Regions from separate parts of the Rattus norvegicus genome. Here region 1 is linked to region 2. The links are chromatin contacts, called in public Hi-C maps. All regions are on one chromosome and are shown on one strand. The core of a region is the stretch at or near the end of the contact, and the rest is flanking DNA. Distances in the headings are between cores, read along the strand shown.

The links. A called contact is a pair of places that touch in the nucleus more often than the background predicts.
Region 1: a contact with region 2 is called in a Hi-C map of kidney, with 6 times the contacts expected there. The contact joins the enhancer-like site here to the promoter of Dgkd in region 2. A contact is called at or near these places in 10 of 12 Hi-C or Micro-C datasets (the A7r5 cell line, the Rat2 cell line, Schwann cells and 5 more).

The regions. Positions count from the first base shown.
Region 1 is chr9:96,032,303-96,036,177 of GRCr8, reverse strand. Dgkd (diacylglycerol kinase, delta) reads right to left here. Exons shown (of 30, transcript NM_001427452.1): 10 at 2,660-2,768; 11 at 18-157. Among named protein-coding and RNA genes, the nearest start is that of Dgkd, 70 kb to the right of the region's middle. Within about 2 kb of position 1,292, at least 1 of the 93 cell types and tissues checked has an H3K27ac peak or open chromatin away from gene starts, as enhancers often do. A contact at or near this core is called in kidney, where this site is marked.
Region 2 is chr9:95,963,166-95,966,961 of GRCr8, reverse strand. It overlaps Dgkd (diacylglycerol kinase, delta), which reads right to left and starts at 2,455. Exons shown (of 30, transcript NM_001427452.1): 1 at 2,262-2,455. The coding sequence starts at 2,417.

The sequences.
Region 1 (3,875 bases), core at 43-2,542, 70 kb before region 2:
CAGGCTGCCCCACTCACCTGTCCAGCATCTTAGTGCTGGCCCTCTCCAGCTTTGCCAAGATCTGAGGGAGCTGTGTATCGTCATCACAGGCAGAGCCCCAGCCGAGAACGCGGGCCAGGTCATTCCCTGTCCCCAGGGGCAGCACACCTAGCTGACACTGGTGGAAAACAGTGAGGAAAACATTCCCTTAGACACCAAGAGTAAGAACCATTCCCATGCAGTACCACCCTGTTGACACAATCAATAGCCACAAGAAGCGCAGGAACTCTGATCTGAACTTTGTGGCCTGTACGTTCTCAGCAGAGCCCACCAGAGGGGACAGATGGGCTTTGGGATCAACAGCAGATACCAGGAGCCCTAGCCCTTCCTCACTTATTCACATGTCTTGGCAATCAACCCTTGAAAACCCCTGGTTTCTACAACCACTCCCTTCCCAAAGACACTGAGATACTCACACCTGAAGAGTCGACCTCTAACTCCCCAAACATCTCTCTACCCTACTATGCACCTCATTCACTGATGCCAAATCCACTTTCCAAAAGCTGTCACTAGTACCATTCCACATCACTAAAAGTCCCCTGATGATTTCTAGGTCCTATCAGACACCATGCTGAGGCTGTCTGAACATACAAGACCTAGACTGCACCCATTTGCCTATGAGGTGGTGGTTCCCCAAACTGACCCCAGCCCTGCTCTCTCCTCCTAGACTTAACAGAGGGCAGAAGTAAAGGGAAGAAGGCAGAACAGAGAAGGAGGAGCAAATATGGGCTCTAGTAAAGTCTGCTGTAAGCAGGGAGGGACCAAGGCTTGTAACTGTCCTAGGGAGTGTCACTCTCAGCAGCCTATGAATGGCCCAGACTAGGGAAGATACAACAGGATTGGGGTCATTTGGGCAAGCTAGCAACTAGCTTGAAATGAGGAAGAGGAAGACCAAGGAATCAGGAATGGTTGTGGGGCTTCTCCTTAGGCCCTGGATGCATGAAGACATTCAGGCAAAGTAGGAGCCGAGTGACAGGCAAGGTTGGAAACCTACAATACCCAAAAACCCCGGAATGTCCCCCAAACTGACATGGTATCAAACTCCAATGCATCACAAAGCTTTCCCCATAGGAAAAGTGTAAAGGATGAGGGTGGTGGGACACTTGAGGTTTGACCACTTAGCATGTACTAGAAGCCAAGAGGAGAAACACCACCACATGCAGGGCTGGGGAACACAGGGTGCAGGAGAGAGCGGACAGAGCTCTAAGGAGTACAAAGAAGCCACAGGAGACAAGTGTTCACAGAGCGTGACTGAGTACAAGAACCACGTTCATAGTCTTCCTAGAGAGCCAAACATTAAGATCAAAAGTCAGTCAACAAAACTGTATACTACAGTCCCACCACTGGGGGGTGCTGCTTCTTTTTCTAGAGCTATGGTGTGGCTATCAGGAAGTCCCACACCATCTCTTCTCCAGACAAACACAAAATAGTATTGGTGAGTGAGACTACACAAAGAACACAAAATCACTGAAAACTAAAGAACGATAAAAATTATGAAGAAGAGAAAAATGACAAGCCAGAAAACTAAGGAAATCTGGTTTGTTTGTTTTGGGTTTTGTTTTGTAGTATTGTCGTTTCAAGACAGGATTCCTGTGCAGCTCTGGCTATCCTAGAACTCTGCAGACCAGGCGGGCCTCGAATTCAGAAATCTACCTGCCTCTCTGTCTCCCAAGTACTGGGCATGTGACACCACTGCCTGGCAGGAAAAACTGATCTTTCAGTGACAGAGAGACAGCTGCTTTTTATTTTGCCAATTTGATTACCTCAACAGGAAACAAGGCAAAAAACCATGAACAGGGGATTCGTTTAAAGCAGCGTTCCAATAAAGCTGTGATTAACATTATCATTATATTTATATGATTAAGACTTTGTTTACAGACTTGGGTGAATCAGAAAGAATGAGCCTCAAGGCAAGGGGCGGTTCCGAGTCACCGTCCATGGAATGGGAACTGGAGCATCCCTGACAAATGCAATTTGGCACTAAAAATTTAAATAAGGGGCTCCTCAAAAGAGAAGATTCTAGAACATGAACAGGATATCAACAAGGTTGTCCCAGCCCTCCAGCTCCTGCACTAACTGGGGAGAAGTGCTAGTTCAGGTCCATCCACTACATCCCGTGGAGACCTGCCACACTGAGCTGTTCAAGGAACACACGTGGAAATACACACACACCACTATTTCTGCAGTTTAGTAACCCACTAGCGGGTGAGTACCAGATGGATGGTGTGGATTGACACAATCTGAGCGATGGTTATGACAATATACACAATGGCTAATTGCCAAAAAGGGGGACTGGGAGTAAAAATTCAATGAACACAGTAAGAAATCAGGATAATGTATTTTATTTTAGTGTTAAAAACTAGGCAATTAAGTTGAACCATAACTCAAACTTTGGAGGTTGAAGATTCTTTCTTCCTTTCCTCTCTAGACAGAGGCATCCAGCAATTAGGCACATCACCTCCCAGGAAAGAGCTGGAGCTTAGGGGACTACAGCTCCCATCCTCATTCCCCCCCCACACACAGAGCCTGATGCCAAGTTGTGTTTACAGCTCACTTGACCTATGTGATTTTCCCATTTGTCCATTACAGTGGGTGTCCTCTCAACACCTATGTGTAGTACCTGTTTGTGAAGGTTGAGGCTGTCAATTTCAGAGAGGACCCAGCCAACACTGCCATCCCCGCCACAAACCAGAATCCGGAAGGTGTCAAACTTCTGAAATAATCGTAAGCTGTAGAAGAATGGGAAGCCAGGGAAATGAGTATAGTCTAAGCGACAAATGATGGGTCTGTCTGTCCTAAGCTGAGGGAAACACCCTGTCCCATGTGGCTGAACCTGGACCCAGACTAAGCCCAGGTATGTATACAGGGGGGGTCTACAAGGCTGCCTAGATGTCTGTCTGCCCAGCCCCTTGGCTCATAGATGACAGTGGTGTGAAATCCAGATCCCAGCAACTCCTCCAACCAGAAACAGGAAGATACTACACACATTTCAGAGTACCATGACAGTCTCATTTAATGTGAGCTCCTAGGAGGACTTGTGGGCACAATCTTCCCTATCCCAGGCAAATACTAGGCCCAAGAAACCCCATTCTTGCTTTTCCTCATTCATGTGCTAGCCCAGCCCTCCCCTCCCCCAATAAGGGCAGCTAGGCTCAGCCTCTACTGCTGCTCTGAGTCCTTAAGGAACCTCCAATAAAACCTTCTCAAACAAGAGTTCTGTCATGTTTTGCCTAATGGCTTGCTATGAATAAAGAGACAAATATCTCAGCAAATAATTGGAGCCCTCAGCTCCCCCAAGGTCTGACTCAGTCCCTAGCATGCATATAGGAGAAGGTGAAGGCAAGTGTATGGAGTGGGCACACTAGATCTCCTCAGAAGCTAGCACAAAGAGAAATTAAAACACTAGATTAACGTAGTCTCCCTTAATGCCTATCCCAAAGAAACCAGTGCCTCCCTCCATTCAAGTATACTGCCTTCTCACTGGGGACCTTACAGACTCTGTCTCTAATGGAGCTGGATGCACAGGAAGTCCTCAGAACACAAGCTAGGATGGGCAACAAGACATTGCCTCAGATTTGAACCTAAGTTCTGAGCATCAAGGCTGCATTTGACTTCCAAGTGGTGAGAAAAATATTTACGTGTATCCTTTAAATGTTCACCAACAAGGACCCCTGCTCTCTGAAGAAGCAGTAATCAGCCAAGGCCAGAACTCGGGTAGGTAACAAACTGTATGATGTGAGATGCTTCCCAGAAACAGGAAATGAGTAAACCAACTCCCATGCCATCTCTACTAGACCTCTGTGTCACATCACCCTCTACTCAGCTCCAGCTAGATT
Region 2 (3,796 bases), core at 1,206-3,705:
GGTCCTCTGACCGTCCTCCACTCTGCTGTGTTTCAGACTGCAGAGGAGGTGACCCTTACAGGCAGGATGCCCAGGCAGAAAAGGACTAGTACATATGTAGCAGCAGCTCTGCTCTCCCAGAGCTCTCTCTGCCAGATGAGACTCCTGGGCTCGTTTCTGGAGGAGCCCACTGTCCCCGAAGTCTGATGTGGTCTTCTCCCTTTGACCTTTGTCCCTCCACTCAGTGGTAGCAGCAGCTTCCTGTGTATTGCCTCATCTCTGAATTGCCTCACTGCCTGCAGCTTCCTCTCTGTTCTTCAGCACCTGTGTCACAGCGCCCCTGCACTAAGCTCCTCTGGTCAAACAGTTAAGAGTGGATTCTGATCACACCATTTGGAATTTTGCATTATATGCCACACACATATTACCAGAAAAATTTTGTGAATGGCCTCTCTGCTACAAAAGTAGCACACAGTAAACTTATTTCCCACATCTTAAGCTCTAGCAACCCAGAAGAAAAACCAGCTTTGAGCTATCTGTACAGCAGATGTGAATGTATTCCGAACGCAATTCTCGGGTGTATTTTTAACACCACAGCCGTCACTCACCTCCCCCTCCCCACCAACGAGAACAGCTGGTATAGCAGCTATTGTTTTCGTCCACAGGAAAGACAGGGAGACCATCCTGACCAATAAAATTCTGGACTCAATGGGATCTCTGAGGACCCACCCTCTCCACTGTGATCTTGGCCTTCACTCGGCACTTCCTTCAGTCACAGGATCTGATCTGCCTCACACCACTACCCATCTTAAGGACCAAGCACTAGGAGAGGGCATCAAGGCTCCTTAAACACGTTCATGAGGAACATCTGCTCATGGCTCCCATGCCTAGAATGACTTTCGGAAGTGCTCTCTTGCAGGCTGCCTTCACATCTGGCCCTGACTGACCTGTCCTGCCTCTTTCACTCAACCTGAACGAACCATTGACCATTCTCCGGTGTGCCCAAACTTTCAAACACAGCATTTACTATAACATAACATGTACTGGTGTCCTCGCCCTACTTGAACTGGAACCCTTAAATGAAGAAACTACCTCCCATCAGTGAGAGCCTCACCTGGGCCCGTCACTTAACTGAACCACTTTGGTTTCTAACCCATAAGAGCCCAAAAACGGGATCCTGAGGACTCACTGGGTTATCACCAACTCTAAATAAAACCCAAGTGAAGTATGCAAGGCTAGCTCAAGAGAAATTGAAGAACCATTATATACAATCGCTCTACCATCCCTGGGACTGTTACTGTTATAGCTAGAATAACTCAGGTGTTAGGTCCCGTGTGCTGAGTGACTTGGATACCGCACAACAAATGTAACACGTCAGCACCTAAATGACACCCCAACCCACAACCCCGGGCAAGTAACAGAGGCTGACAGATGATAAAACAAGAAATGGCTCTTCCAGTAAAGGGTAATTAACTGGCCTCGGAGGAAAAGCGCACTGCAGCAGGATGAGCAAGCCCGCCCGTGCCAGCCGGAACTGCCAGGGCTGCCCCACGGTGGTAACCTGCTCTCCACCACCTGTCCAGCCACCTGCCTGAGGAAGCCCTTCCAACAACAAGGAGGGATCACGCCAGCAAGAGACCATCCGCAGTGTTCAAAAAGAACCAGAAAAGGAAAGCAAAGGGTGCAACTTTATTCTTAGGAAAAGACCACAAAAAGGCATGTGTGTCTCTACACTGGATCCCGAGCGGCTGGAGTTCTCCACCGAAGAGTTCTGTGCCCAGCGGGTGAGGAGTCCCGGCTTTCCCAAGGAGGAAAGGTGGTAGGGAGGGAAGGAGGGAGAAGCGGCCACTCCACGCGCATCCCTTCCCTTTCAGGACATAGGGGTGAGGACCCCACAGCGAGGTGGGCACTCCAGGGTGAGTCTAACACAGGTGAGTGCGGGAAGCAGCACCCGATACTCAGACGTGCAGACCCCCAGGCCTCGGGGAGCACACGCCTGCGGCCCCCGCAGCGGTCCCCGCAGCGGCCCCAGCAGCACGCCGGGCTTCAGTCTCCTCAGTGGCGGCGCCCACCTGCGACCAGTCCCCACAGACACGTCCCCGTAGCCCCAGCCCCGCGGCCCGGTCCCCGCGGCCCGTTAAGCCGCGGCGCGCTCGGCCCCGTAGCAGTGACCGCAGGACCTCGGGCCCGGCAGGGCCTGGGCGGCCGCTCGCACACGGTCACGGGCCTCGGCAGGGACCGCGGCGTGAGGGGCGCGCGCCCGGCCGACGCCGCGGGCTCACCTTCTGCCGGATCTGGCCCGACGTGGACACCTTACGAATAAGCTTCTGCGGGGAGCCCGGCTCAGCCTCGGGTTCGCTGTCGGACGACTCCTCAGGCGGCGGCGGCGGAGGTGGCTGAGGCGGACCCGGCGGAGGGGCGCCCGCCGCCGCCGCCATGCTGCCCGGCCAGCGCGCGCGCCGCGGGGGGCGGGGCGGGGCGGGGGTGGGATGAGCCCAGTGCCTGGGGCGGAGCCTAGGCGGGGCGGGGCCTAGAGGCCGGCCGCCCCACCCCACCGCGCCCCCGTAAACAGTAGGGGCAGACGCAGGCTTGCAGGGCTCTTGCTGGGTTGTTTCTGCCTGACCCATCTCTTTCATTCTGATGTCTTCTGTCGTTTTCTTCTTGGAACACAATTTCTGGTTTTTATCTCTGAATACACCTTTTTTCCCCCACTCACACCCGAATATAAGTGACCTCTAAGAGGCCGCAGGACTATATTGGTGAAACAGTTTGCAGAGTGGATGCCTGCGTGCAAACGCAGAACTTCTGTTAAGGCCACTGTTAAGGAGAGATGAAGAAAGTAAGCCGGACTTGACCCTAACCGAGGGACCGTGTTGTAGGCAGAGGTCTGATCTGTGTGAAGGACCAAATGCAAGAAAAATAAAGTAAAATAAAAGAAACTGGTGTTTAGAGGGAGGGAAATGAGAATAGGACAGGAACCAGTGAGCTGTGGGATCAAATGAGACTTCAAGGACCAGATTAGGGATTGGCTTTTTCTGCTGAGGCCTGAGGGCAGCAAGAAATCAGGTTTGGGAGGGGAGGGGGCGCATTGTAGGGAGGTAGCTGAGCCTGGCTGGGTCACAAAGCAGGGATCTATGAAGTATTGAGGCAAGTAGCCACTCTGAATTACTGGGTGGGGCTGAGAGATAAATAAGGGAACTGAGAGATTCAGAAGGGAGTGATGGGGTACTAGCGAGACAGAGTGAGCAGAATGAAGTCTACACTGAGCCAAAGGAGGACTCTATGCAGTTTGAAAAGGAGTGGCTTCCATCTGGGGTGGGTTTTTTGGCACATTGAGGTGGAAAAGGACTTGGTGCCAACCAGAAGAATGTGCTACCCTCCTACTGTGCCCTGCTGTACGAGGCAAGTCAGCAGAGTTCTGTCTAGCTATCCCCTCACCCTTTCAGATGCTGCTGCTGGAGACCAGGGACCTCTGTCTTACCCACCAGTCAGCAAGCTTTGGGCCTCATACACTGGGCAACTCTTTCTAGAGGAAATACAAGTCAGATACCACCAGGAACCATGGGAAGTTCTTCATCCGGCACAAAGATGAGGCTAGGATCCTGGTCTCCCAGCCAGCACAGAGCATGACCAGCCCCAATGTTATGGAAAAGATCTGAGACCCCTGGGTGAACCAGGGCACTCCACCTTGTGCTGAAGCCACTGGCTTCATACATACAAGTACTTATATTTAAATGCCTATTAACTAGCTCTAGTCTTAAAACCAGCCTAGGCTAAAGAATGACATTTAGTTTAAAAAAAAAAACAAAAACAAAAA